2 separate regions of the Mus musculus genome follow, and region 2 is linked to region 1. A link is a contact called in public Hi-C data. All regions are on one chromosome and are shown on one strand. The core of a region is the stretch at or near the end of the contact, and the rest is flanking DNA. Distances in the headings are between cores, read along the strand shown.

Region 1 (6,775 bases), core at 2,588-5,087:
GGCATTGCAAATCCCATCTTTATTTGCAGCTGAGAAAGTGACAAATCACCGCTGTCCCCACCCCATTTCCATCTTCCCACCTGACTATCTGTACTATCTGATTAGGCCCCCGCCAGCCAATCACAGCACACAATTTGGGAAATATTTCCTTTCTAGCATTCTGGAGAACAATCCCTTGCTGAGGGAAAAAAATACATTATAAAATAAATGGAAAAGCATCAATCAGCTGGGGAAATGTGTTCTCCTTGTTGGGGGCAAGTGAATGTTTTTATTCAAATGGGACTGAAGACAGAGTAGTTTGCTTTTTTTCTTTCTAAGATACCTAAACAGAGCAGCAGAGGCTGTTACCTTTTCCCCTCGGATTGAGGTTTTATGAAGCCAGACATGCCACTGGGTAATTACCAGTGAGGCAGGGTGGTTGGTAAATACCTTGTCCCATTTTGGTGTGATTTGGATTGAAGTACAAAAGTGATTTATTGTTTACCAATAATCTCTACCCTCCCTTCTCGTGTCCCTCCAACAAATAAATGGACAAATTTCAGGAAGGCAGTCGTCCCCCCCACACACACACACACACTTTGGCATGTATTTATACTTATGTCTGCAGGCCTTACCTAGGGTTTGCAATGGCTGGCAAGTGTTTATACCAGAGACAAAGCACGCCTACTTTCTCAGTCCTCCTGTGTGGAAGAGAGCCCACTGAGAAGGAATTAGCTCTACCAATAATCAGATGTGCTCACTGAGGCCTTGAAACGGTGATCAGTCTACCCTCTCTTCAGCCCTGTTTCACAACGCATAGCCTTCTGCATAAACACACACACACACACAGAGAGAGAGAGACAGAGACAGAGACAGAGAGAAAGAGAGAGAAACACCCTTCACCGATCCTCAAAGATGAAGAAATAGACATGTTTGGGTGACTCATGGGTCCTCACACTCAATGCAAACCTAAATAACTCTCTGGATGAATGAGATGTGTCATTTCCAGGCTGTAAAAGTAATTCACAGCCTCACCTTTTCCTAATGGGGCCATGTGGCCTGGCGCTCTCATGTCAGCCAGCCACAGCTGCAGCCTGACAACACATGCAAAACCTATCATACCCTGTCCTGGAGGGCCTCACTCCCACCCCCACCCACCTCTGTCTTTTGACTGAGAGTAAAGAACCCTAGATGTTCTAGATGATATTGCCGCCCACTGCATTTGCTTCAACATGCCTCCATGAGATTTTTTTTTCTCATGAATTAATAGCAAAAATGCAACTATGTTATAATTCTGTTTTTTCTTCCTTCATTAAGGATGAGAAATTTCATATAAATTATGTAGTACATATTAACCCTGATTGGCCCCAGACAAAGTGCTGAGGAAATCTAGATTCATCAGCCAATGCTTTCTTCTCTCAGGACCTATCACCTTCCAGTCTGCTTCATCCTATGCCCAACCTCAAGCTCCCAAGTGAGCAGGCACTCGTGCGCACTCACACACACACACACACACACACACACACACACACACACACACACATACACACACACACACAACAGGGAGTCATTCTCAGAAACACTCTGTTCACTTGTCAGTCCAAATCCCGGCTTCCATCAGATGGCCCCTGGAGTGACCCCTCTGACCACACTCACATCCAGACACTGCTTAATTCCAACTCAGTCATATTTCATCCTTACATTTTCCAAATGCCAGACCAGTAGGCTTTCCATTTTAGGTCATCTGAAATCCATCCAGACAGTCCAGTGTTCTAGTTTTGGTGATTCTCGTGTTTGACACCTACCCTTCTCAGACTAAAAGAAATGTTTTTCTATTATCATCATCATCATCATCATTTGTTAGTTGTTGTTGTTGTTATTTGCACCTACTTCCTTTTCTTCTGGACACGCTCAGCATCACTAAAGGCAGACCTGAGTCTGCAGATACACCTGTGCACACACTTCATCCAAAAATATTTTCTCAGACGAAGCTAGTGCTGGGAAATATTAGCCACATGGAGAAAGGATTTCTAGTGACTTCTATGAGAGACCCTAGAAGAATAAATTTGGAAGTAGAAAGGAGTTTGAAATAAGCCCTCTCTCTCTCTCTCTCTCTCTCTCTCTCTCTCTCTCTCTCACACACACACACACACACACACACACATTCTGACCCTATTTCTGCCAAAAAGACATTAGCACTTGCAGTTCCGTGTCTTATTTTGAAGTCAGCTATCATTGACATGAGATCTTATGTGGGTTAGCATGGAGTGGATAATTACGGAGGCACTCACAGAGAGGCATCCCTCTAGAAAATACTGTTCAGAAGAGTCACACCACACTGGCTTCCCTGTACCCAGGTGTCTGCCCTGTGACCAACTCAGACTGTAGTTCGGGTCTACGGGGCTGTACTATCTCTGGGTTTCTGCCACTGACCGAGTCTCTCCCTCTCTCTTCGCATTCTGTTTTCAGTCTATTTGATCACATTCTCTGGTTCTTCCAATGCCTCTCCTCCTCTTTCTTTAATCTTGTCTTTGAAAAGCAGTCACATAGCCCAGTCCCTTCTTGCCAACACACACGGGAAAAATTAAATATTTGAAAAGCCTTCACTCGTGACATCCATCCAGAGAGTACCAATAAGCTGTCCAGGGCCACACCTCCATAAATGCAGCTGCTCTGGGGGCACCTATGCTTGGTAACCATCTCCCTGGCAACAGAGCTCCTGATGGCCAATGGGCATTGCCTTTGAAGCACTGAGGTTTTTGTTTCCAAAGCGTGTCTGCTGCTTCTACTTTGATTAATCAACATCACCTCTTTTGGTGTGTGTTTAAGTGAAATAATAGATGACTGCTTGGTTACAGCTGCATGGCAAAGGCTTTTCGGGAATCTTGAGAAGAAAAGGCAAAATAAAATAATAAAAATCGTAATGGATACTGTAGAAAGGCTTGAAAACCTCTTATTCATTGCTACTCACAGACCTGATTATTGGGTGAACTGTTCTCGCTCTCCACCCCACCGCCATCTCTCTCTCTCTCTCTCTCTCTCTCTCTCTCTCTCTCTCTCTCTCTCCTCGGTTGTTCTATTGATACACCCTATTCTCAGTCATCTCCCAGAGATTCTGAGAACCCAGCTTTTTTAGATCTTTGTACTCAGGAGACTATTTTGAACATCCCTTTGTTCTGCCTGTGAAGGTTAAAATGTTTGGGACAACGCCCTGCTCAGGTACAGGTTTCCCTTCCCCCACCTGCTCTCCACCATCCTTCCATCTGCTTTAGAAATTCTTAAGATTCTGTGACAGCAGGAAGCTGTTTGTGTTCTTCCCTTTACCTCATCTTGGGACTAGAATCCTTGGTGTTTATTTAATACCAGTCCAGGCCCTCTTCTACTCTTGGCGAAGACTCCTCAGACAGAGAGAAAACTAAATGCCTCATGCTCTAGTTTCAGAAAGACCATCAACTCCAAGTCCCTGGACACTCTTGGTAAAGTGAAAAAACTGAATAGAACCCAGTTCTGTCTTGAATTCATTCATACACAGTTTAACAGTAAATTTTTTATATCTAAACTAAATATATCTAGACTTCCATATCTAAACAACCAGTCACTGAACAACCATTCATTGTCTGGTGGGAAAAAATATGAAAGACGCCTGTTACTGGCTTGGCATGTTACTAACATGAAAGAAAGGTGTATTTTCTTATGCTTCATGCCTGTTCATTTTGACGACCTTTGACAGAATGCCTGACACTGACTTTTCCATTTGGCGCAAGGAAGATTTTTTTAACTAAGGAGCATCTACTAACAGGCAGGCCTTTCACAGAATACTAAAAGTCACCATTAGGTGGCAGAGTAGCACAATATGAAAAAAGCTATCTCCCAGGGGGACAACTCCAGGCCTCTGTTAATAGCTTGATTTTCCACTTACAGGCAAGAAAATGCCATGGAAACTTCTGTTTTCCTCTTTGAGAGAACAAGGAGGGAAAGAGATGGGGGAGGCACCAAGTCCCCGTCCACTGTGTGCTGTCTGCTGCCCCTTAGCCACATCTGGACGTTATAAATCATGCATTATTGTAGTCTAGCATTTTCTGATCTCAGCAACAGGCCCCTTCTAAGCAAAAGGGAGCCAGCATGTTCTGTTTAGCTTAAAAATGACTAAAATTGCAAGTGAAGGAAGGAGAGAAAATCACTCTAACAGCAGGGAAGACAGTGATGGGGTTTTCTTGCTGGTACTGGGTAAGCAACTTTGGAATGCATCAGTGGCTGGTTCCAGCCTCCAGTTATTCTTGCCCTGTGGCTGCTTCTGTTTGTGCCTATTTCTGCTCCACAGACACCAGAACATATCAGAATCTCACCCCAAAAACTCTCCAGTAGCTAATACCTCCATCCCCACTGTCATCCCTGTGTGTATTTATCACTTTTTAATCTGGATCATTGCTTGAAGTTCCCGGACCTTGCTCAGAAATGGTGCATCACTGCTGACTTTCAATAGATTTCACCTGTGGGCTCTAGAGCGGCCCTGTCATAGATCAAGGGAGTCTGATGCCTCAATCTGCCCACGTTCCTGCATTCCCAAGCTCATGGACTGCCATACAAAGTACCGTCAGACCATTTGCACAAGGACCTGTCTAATCTCATTAGATTTCTCATTTTCGGCATAATACTGTCATGGTGCCGTGCACCAGTGCCTCAGATTAGTGGCTTGTCAGAATGGTGCTCCACTAATGAGCTAATCCAAATAACGCTCAAATCCCAAATCAGATTTAAGATGATCCAGTCTGGGTGGAATTGGGGAGGGAGAAATGCTGGCCCCAAAGAACAAGCTTTCATTTTCTTTGTGTTGCTTTAAAATAAAATTGAGGGAGTGCTGTCAAACTCTTGATTTTTTTTCTCCTTTGCACGACATTAACCTCCATTGCCCAATTGGGAATAATAAATAGAAAAGAGTGCATCTGTATGGATGGTATAAATTTACCTTAGAGGACTAGAAACACACACACACACACACACACACACACACACACAAGCTTAATATATTCAGCAGATCTGTGTCCTTCACAGCTTCTAGTTTTTCTGATTTTCCCATGGGGTTGGCCCTAAGACCTTGCAGATTTTCAATATGATGTGTTTCAGTAGTGACCTTGGGATGTAGGGTTAGGTCAGAAAACATATTTTTAAGCTTATTTGTTTCCTTGTTTTCCCTCTGGGTAAAGTTGGGCTCCAGAAATCCCAAAATGCATAATAGCAAAGTTAAGGTCAAGACTTTAAACAAAGGAAACAGGGGAAACGGAACAGCACAGACCACATGCACAGTCTGTTTGGTTTCAGGTGTTCATGAAAACGAAGCTCTGGCTTCAAAACTGATGCTTAAAATGGTTTCTTTCTTTCTTTCTTTCTTTCTTTCTTTCTTAATAATAATAAAGTTTGAATGATGACCTACATTGAGCCAGCCAGCACGGGATAACAAAGCAGCCACCTGGCTTCTCCAAGGTGCACATCCCCTCAGATTCCAAAAGTGCTGCTGCTGGGTTTCTGTCTTGTTCATGTATGAAGCCCAAAGAACATGGCAGACCTGTTAAAGTCAGGTTCAGTCAAGCAGGGCAGCAACATGTCTTCATGTTTATGTGTGCAAGTGCCCTTGTTCATGTGTTTACGTATGCATACGTGTGGGGTACACATGGTGGAAATCAGAGAACAATGTCAAATGTTGCTCCTCACGTGTTATCTACCCTTTTGGACAGAGGGAGGGGATGAGGGCTTTCGATGGCCTGCAATTTTCCAAGTAGGCTAAGCAGGCTGGCTAGTGAGCCCCAGAAATCCTTCTTTCGATGCCTCTCCTGCACTGGGGTTACAAGTGCAAGCTTGTAACGGTTACTAGCCGTGGCGGGCTTTATTTAAAAAAAATATTTTTTTAAAGTGGGTTTTAAGGATTGAATGTGGGTCCTCAAAGGCACGTATTTGTCAAAATCCATCGATTACACACTTCAGATGAGCGGATTTCATTGCGTATAGATTACTCTTCAGTTACTAAACGTCTACATTCTCTTTTGGTTGGGTAAGCTTTTGTATTTGACAGCACCGGCATGAAAGAGAAGCGCGGCAGCCAGAGACAGCTGTTTTGTGTCTATTTTGCCTAAATCACTGCCGTTGAACTTGAAGAAAGTCAGCATGTCATCCTGGAAAGCCAGAGATACTTGGGCTAGACAATAGCACCATCTTGCAAGCGCTTTACTGACTGAGTCATCTTCCCAGCCTACCATTACAGTTTGACATACGAGCTGAGCCAATTTGTTGTGTAACCCTTATTGACCTTATTGACTTTGTGAAAGACACTCTGGAAAGCCCAAGGTAGTTGTTCCAGAAAACAATGCTGCTATATCCTTTCACACCTCCACAGCCTTGCTCCGATCCCTTGCCCAATGCACAGGCAACATGAATCTGCCTCTATCCACCTAACAGACTGTCAGGTTGCCTGCTCATTTGCTTTTAGCTAAGCACACTCAGGGCAACTAACCACCTCACTGGCTTCTCGGTGCTCTAACCAGATCTCAGTCACAATGAGTCTGTCTCCTCAGCTTCACTCAGAAATGAGGTGCAAATGGATGACCATTTTCCCTTACGAATGATGACAGGCACCCATGGCCTCACCCTAGAAAAAAAGCACCCCCTAATCCACCAGTCCCCCCCCTCCCTCCCCACCCCTCACCCTAGCCAATCTTTTAAAACCACCAGGAGAGAAAAAAAGAGGCCTGCCATTGCCTCCCTGCTGACTCTAATTACCCAGCCGGGAATTTTACAATCCTTC
Region 2 (6,411 bases), core at 2,767-5,266, 1.5 Mb after region 1:
CAGGCAGAGTAGGAGGCAGAAGGGAGAAAAGGCAGCTTTCTGTTCCTGCCTTACTTGGTTTGAGGAAAATCTGCATAGCTGTGCTATGAAAGACCAGATAATAAATATCCCAGGCTTTGGAGCACATACAGCCTTTCTGGCAAGCACTCTGCCCCGCCAATGAAGCACAAAGGCAACCCCCAAGTGGTGCGGAAACAAATGGGAGTGTTCAAATAAAACTTTATTTATAAAAATGGACAGTGGGCTGCAGCTAGCTGAGGATTTTGTGTGTCTGGCTTCAAGCCTGGCTCAGTCACTCAGCAGCAGTAAGCGATTCTTCAGAGAGCCCTGGATTTCCCCCTGTGTTACTTTGCTCTCTTCCTTAGTTTTCAAAGTGCTCATCCTCTTAGGTCTTCACATTCCCCACTTAAAACTCATGGAAAATAAAGACATTCACGTAGAGCAGCAAACCAAGGGCTGACACGCTGGAAATGTCTGCTGTTGTCGATGTTCTTACAGCCACATCCCTAATTATTTACTAAGCCGGTGACAGTGTTTATAGACATAAACAGGCAGAGCAGTCTCACTCCATAACAGGTAACTTCTTTTCACTTTTCCCATGTGTGACTTCTCAGAATTTCTTTCTGGAATCCCAAATTCTTAGCCTTCACATTTCTCTTCTCTGGGGAGTTCAGAACTTTTGCAGATGGCAGCCTGCTCAACCTTGCAAACGCACTTGGAGTTATTGACTATTTAAGTATCTGTTTCTCATTATCTCAAACAATGAGAAAACTTTGTGGAGAATTGGGGGGGTGGAAATTAATAAAAAATGGTTGAGGAATTGAAAACATTTTGTTTCCAACTGAAAAGAAAGAAAGAAAAGATTTGTGAGCGAGTGGTATAAGACAAGTGAATGTTGGGACAGGCACTGACGCTCTGGGCAAGGCTGATGTCTCATCTACAATGTTTGCTCACAGATTGGTGTAGCTAGCCCAGGACTCTTTATTTATGAAGATATAGGCTGGTCACACCATAGGAGTCGTGGGGTGGATAAGACTGAAACCCAGTTCCCTGTGGGCCCAAGCATCTTTTTCTGCTTTCCCATGGGGCACTGTGAGTGGGAAGCACTTCTAGTACCTTCTGAGAGCTTTTCTGTGAGGTCTAGTGGGAAATCAGCATTTCCCTGGGAGTCTGAACATTGGCATTCCCATACCACTCTATCTATGTCTCTCTGTCAGTCTGTCCATCTGCCCATCTATCCATCTGTCTACTCATCCATCCATCTGGCATTTATTGGATTTCTACCGTTGCTGGAAAGATGTTTTGAGTAGAGATTTAACTCTGCTTGATTTATTACCTTCCTTTTCTGTAACTGGCAAACCACAGCCTAATGAGCACAGAACCTTTCAAGGCTGTGGCAGCTCCAGATTCCAAGTCACTGACTGTTAGAATCACGTCTCTAGCTGGGGAATGTTCTGAGAACCTTCTGATGCCTACAAGCTTTCACTAAACTCCTTGTTGGGACACAAGGAAGGTACTGTTGGTCATAGCCTCTCTTTTCTAACTCCATTGTTGAAAGCAAAATTTATATGGTATGTTTTCTCATTTTTCCGGAACACATATCCAAGGAAAATGTTTAAGAGGTCAAAACAAATTATCTCTTGTCATTCAAATTATCACATGGTGTACATGTTGATAATTTTAGGTAAGAGGGCTTTGGTGGGAAAGAGGAGTCTCTTTTTTTTTTTTTCTTATTCACTTTACATTATGCTCTCTGCCTCCTCCCAGTCAGCCCCTCCCACAATCCTTCCTCCCATCCCCTCTCTCCTCATCTGAGCAGGTGGGGTTTCCATGAGTACTCCCACCCTGGCACATCAAGTCTCTGTGGGGCCAGGCACATTCTCTCCCACTGAGGCCAGACAAGGCCACCCAGCTAAAAGACCATACCCCACAGGCAAGCAACAGCTTTTTGGACATCCCCTTGCTCCAGTTGTTTAGGACACACAAAGACCAAGCTGCACATCTGCTACATATATGCAGGGAGGCCTAGGTCCAGCCCACGTCTGTTCTTTGGTAGGAAGGGGGAATCTTCAGCATACGGTGGAATCTATCTTCCATGGCACAGGACAGCTCTGAGGTGAGGAGAGGATGGCTCACATATCTGATTCTGAATACTAATCCTATATCATGATTTGTCATCTTACAAAAGGACAGAGCATTTTCCAACTGTGTACCCAGGTTATGTCTACCATCAGAAACACTTTCAGGGCAACACCCTCCCCAGCTCCAGCACTTGGAGCTGGAAACTTTTGTACTGAGGCCAGGTGGTGGCAGAGGCAAGAGAAGTGGCTGTAACTGCTCCTATCTTTGTGGTCAGGCACTTTAGAGTGGGCTCTGTTGCCTAGTTTGCCACCTGCCTTTTCTCTGATGGGCGAGCTGTAACCTCATTAGAGGATGGTCCTCATAAAGCAGCAAACCTGAGTCAGAGGCACAACCAGGGAACACTTTATGGGAGAAAAAAGATGGCTCTGGTGAACTCTAGAACCACCTGTGCGCTTAGGCATTTCACAGCATCGTTGAGAGCTCCATGAAAACCCAGTAGCAAGGTGATTGCCAAGCAGCAGACACTCTGGGTGACCTGAATCAGGACTTGACATTAGCTGACTTGCAACCTGATCACTTCAAGGAACCATTTTCAATACTTTGTTTCCTTTCTTTCTCTCTCTCTCCTTTTTTTTGTATGTAAATTTCTCAATTTGAGTACCAATGAGAGAGACAGAAAGAGAGAGAGAGAGAGAGAGAGAGAGAGAGAGAGAGAGAGAGAGAGAGAGGAGAGGAGAGAGAGAGAGAGAGAGAGAGAGAGAGAGAGAGAGAGAGAGAGGAGAGGGGGGGAGGAGAAGATAAATGAAAAAATTAAAAGATGGAAATTAGAGCTGGGTGTGGTGGCTCATGCTTGTAGTCCCACCACTTGGGAGGCTGAGGCAGGGGGATTGTTTAAGGCTAGCTACATGGTGAATTACAGGCTGGCCTCTGCTAAAAAGTGAAAACCTTTCTCAAGATAACAAACAAAAGAGGATGAAAACACTTTAGCGGAAAGGAAAAGACCATATAGTCACACGGAAAAGGATAAGGTAGTAGTAGAAACAGCTTTTAGGAGTCCTAGGATAATGGGGTCTTTGGAAAAGGATAAGGTAGTAGTAGAAACAGCTTTTAGGAGTCCTAGGATAATGGGGTCTTTTTCATCCTAAAGATACAGATGTGGTTATCAAGTCGTATGCTAAGCAACTCGTCTTGGTCAAAGCTCTTCCAACACTGGAGGACTTTTGGTGGTCTACAAGGTGAAACTGCACCCTGACGGAAGGGGATCCCCAAATTGACGGAAGCAGTAATTCAGAACTAGCAAGATGGGCAGGCTTCATCAGATTTTCTAAGAAACATTCTCTCATTTTTCTCTCACTTCTGAGGAGACATGAGATCTGACATACTACTCAGCTATCTGGGGACCAGGCTGTGGGGTCGGGAGAAATTGAGAACTGGGGGTGTGGGCCTCGGGTCAGCAGTTGCTTCATAAGGCATTTACAGGGCACCTTCACTGCATGTCCTCCTCGGTGGAGGCTGAGTCTTGGCTTCCTCTGCTTCAGGAGCTCTAAGTCTGGTGGGGGTGTGGGGGTGGAGAGAAGAAAGGTAGCCGGGGGCCCTGCCTGCGTGGTGAGCAAAGGTGGGTCCACAAACAGATGCTGTGAATAGGCAGCTCATCTGTCCCTCTTCCGGCACACCCTGTAAGTAAGGGAAGCACGTTTTAGCCATCCGCCCATGGTGCCCGCAGCTCGAGAAGCATTTCTCATAGGTTAAGCATACATCGGCTTTTTCAGAAGTAAAGATCATGTCTGCCTTTGGCAAGCTCAAAACCGCCTTAGTCCCTTTCTGGGCCAGATTCTCATCTGATGTAAATCCTTGGGAGAATCAAGTTGTAGCACTGTTTTGCATGGAGTGGGAGTCAATTCAGTCTTTCCCCTGAGTTACCCTGAGCGAAACTCTACTACAGCGTCTCCATGGCAACCAGAGGCTGGCCAGTAAACTCGGTTGCCTCCTAAATCTCCCCACCCCCAGCTTCTCCCCGCTCTTTTCCACGGTTAAGAATGAGGCTCCCTCGCTCGGTGTCCCTCGCTCTCACACTCCTTTATTGCTTTGTGCTCATATCTTTTTTTCCCCCTGCAACTCCTTATCCAATCTGCTTTTAAAATCCTCCATCCAGTTTAAAAAAAAAATGAAGACGGGTTAGTCATTGCTTGACAGTAGTAATTGACCTGTTTAGACAAGACCAAGCTGATTTCAATGGGCACAGAAACCTTGGCAAACCAAAGTGGAATTTACCTTCAAGTCTAGCCAGCCTAATTAATACATTGTTGAGAATTCTGGCCAGCCACACCAAATATGGCTTTTCCACCCACTTGAAGAATTCACCAATCTGAATTCCAGCAGATACTGCAGTATCATTGTGTGTATGTGGTGTGTGTGCGTGGAAGTGTGTGTGTGTGTGTGTGTGTATGTGTGTGTGTGTGTGTGTGTGTGTGAGAGAGAGAGAGAGAGAGAGAGAGAGAGAAAGGAAGAGAGAGATGAGAGAAAAAATTATAATGCTTTGACACATGGTAAAGTAATTCTGATTAAATAATAAAGAAAGCTATGTAAGGGTAGGACTCTTGGTTGAGACATATTTACTACCAGGTGAGCAGCAATTGTCGATTGAACCTCTGTGAGCCTGTTTCCTCATCTGTACAGTGGGTTAAAGTACCTGATGCATAAAGGGACCAGCGAAGAGATTGCAGATAATAAACGGCTTGGTATATATGAAGGCCGAGTACCGCCTGAGTCCCTGGATCCCTGCTGTATGACCCAAAGCATGTGTGTTTCTCTCTTTCTTTTCTTTATTTTTTTTCTTTATTTTTTTAATTGATTTTTTTTTATGAGTCCGCATGCTCTCAGCCTAGCAACACTCTCTGTGTCTCTCCCCCAGGGGGCACCCTCCCGCCAGGGACCGAGCCCACAGTGGACACGGTGCCCGTGCAGCCCATCCCAGCCTACTGGTATTACGTTATGGCGGCCGGGGGCGCCGTGCTGGTGCTGGCCTCCGTCGTCCTGGCCCTGGTGCTCCACTACCACCGGTTCCGCTATGCGGCCAAGAAGACCGATCACTCCATCACCTACAAAACCTCCCACTACACCAACGGGGCCCCTCTGGCGGTCGAGCCCACCCTAACCATTAAGCTAGAGCAAGAGCGGGGCTCGCACTGCTGAGGGCCGAAGCAGGAACAGCGCCCCCCCAAAAAAAACCCAAGAAAGACTGCAAACACGTTGCCTCGATTTTGCACTTTTTTTCTCCTCGCCTAGTCTCTGTGTGAACCCTCAGACATCTCTCTCCAGGGTCCCCAACCCTGAGCGCTCTCATGTACCCCACACCATTCTCTGTGGTTCTTGGTTCCGGTTTCTCTTTGCTCTGATATTGTTTGTTTTTAATCATTATTTTTTTTCCTTTTCTTCTTTCCTTTTTAATCTTCTCTCTTTTATTCCTTTCTCCCCTCCCCGCCCCGCTTTTTTCTAATGATTTTAAACCAACTCTAATGCTGCATCTGGAATCCCAGAAGAGACCCGCCCCTAAGCACTTCACAACCCAAGGCTCTGTTGGTTTTGTTCCAGAGACAGGCCCTGTTGTTTTCTCCCCTTGCCTTATCCCATCCCTCCTCTCCTGGGCAGGCTGCCAGGTGTCTTGAGGGGAGCCTGGTCCTGTATGTATGTACACAGTACACTCCCATGTGAAGAGGTGTGTGTGTGTGTGTGTGTGTGTGTGTATTTTCGAGGGAGAGACTGATTCACTGTGGAAGGGGGGGAGTGTGGGTGTGTGTAGAGAGGGGCCCCTTCCCTCTTATGTTGCTTCTTCTGGGGTACTTTTCAAGAAAATAATATACTGTACACATTTTGTTTACTTGGAGAAGAGATTGGAGCTTTTTTGTTGCCTTATCTAGCTCTGGCTGGGTTTCTGTTGGCTGTCATTGTCATCTCCAGGTACCTAGACAAATAGAGACCATTGGGAATGCAATGTGGCTTCACCCATCCTTATCCCCATCCCAAGCCACCCAAGACTATGGTTCCTCCAGTGCACTCAGACATGACCCCTTTTGTTATGTTTCCTGGTGTCTTTGAAGTCACAAGATAACAGCCATTGGGTGCATGGAGTCATTTCTACTTCCAGCCCTGAAGCAAATGTGTCTCATGTTGCCTTATAAAAAGAAAAAAGAAAAGAAAAAAAAAAGAAGAAGAGGAATAAAAAGTTCATAATGAATGTTTAGCTCTGACGGTCCAGTTGTGGAATGTCATAAAGAATAACACACCTGGGATGATGTAAACTCAGTAGTCTGTTTTAATTGTGAGCAGGAG

Evidence for each region. Hi-C and Micro-C count contacts between places; a contact is called where the count stands out from the background.
Region 2: a Hi-C map of uterus shows a contact between it and region 1, with 4 times the contacts expected there. The contact joins the promoter of 4930487H11Rik here to the enhancer-like site in region 1. A contact is called at or near these places in 1 of 15 datasets of contacts at CTCF or cohesin (stem cell-derived epiblast-like cells), 8 of 484 Hi-C or Micro-C datasets (the N1E-115 cell line, cerebral cortex, cortical neurons and 4 more) and 2 of 115 datasets of contacts at active chromatin or transcription factors (astrocytes and stem cell-derived neural progenitor cells).

The regions. Positions count from the first base shown.
Region 1 is chr1:61,294,359-61,301,133 of GRCm38.p6, forward strand. No RefSeq gene overlaps it. Among named protein-coding and RNA genes, the nearest start is that of 9530026F06Rik, 81 kb to the right of the region's middle. Within about 2 kb of position 3,838, at least 35 of the 459 cell types and tissues checked have an H3K27ac peak or open chromatin away from gene starts, as enhancers often do. A contact at or near this core is called in the N1E-115 cell line, astrocytes and uterus, where this site is marked.
Region 2 is chr1:62,790,716-62,797,126 of GRCm38.p6, forward strand. 4930487H11Rik (RIKEN cDNA 4930487H11 gene) reads right to left here and starts at 4,017. Exons shown (of 3, transcript NR_040601.1): 1 at 3,838-4,017; 2 at 3,681-3,756; 3 at 203-841. All of the region lies in intron 15 of Nrp2 (neuropilin 2), which reads left to right.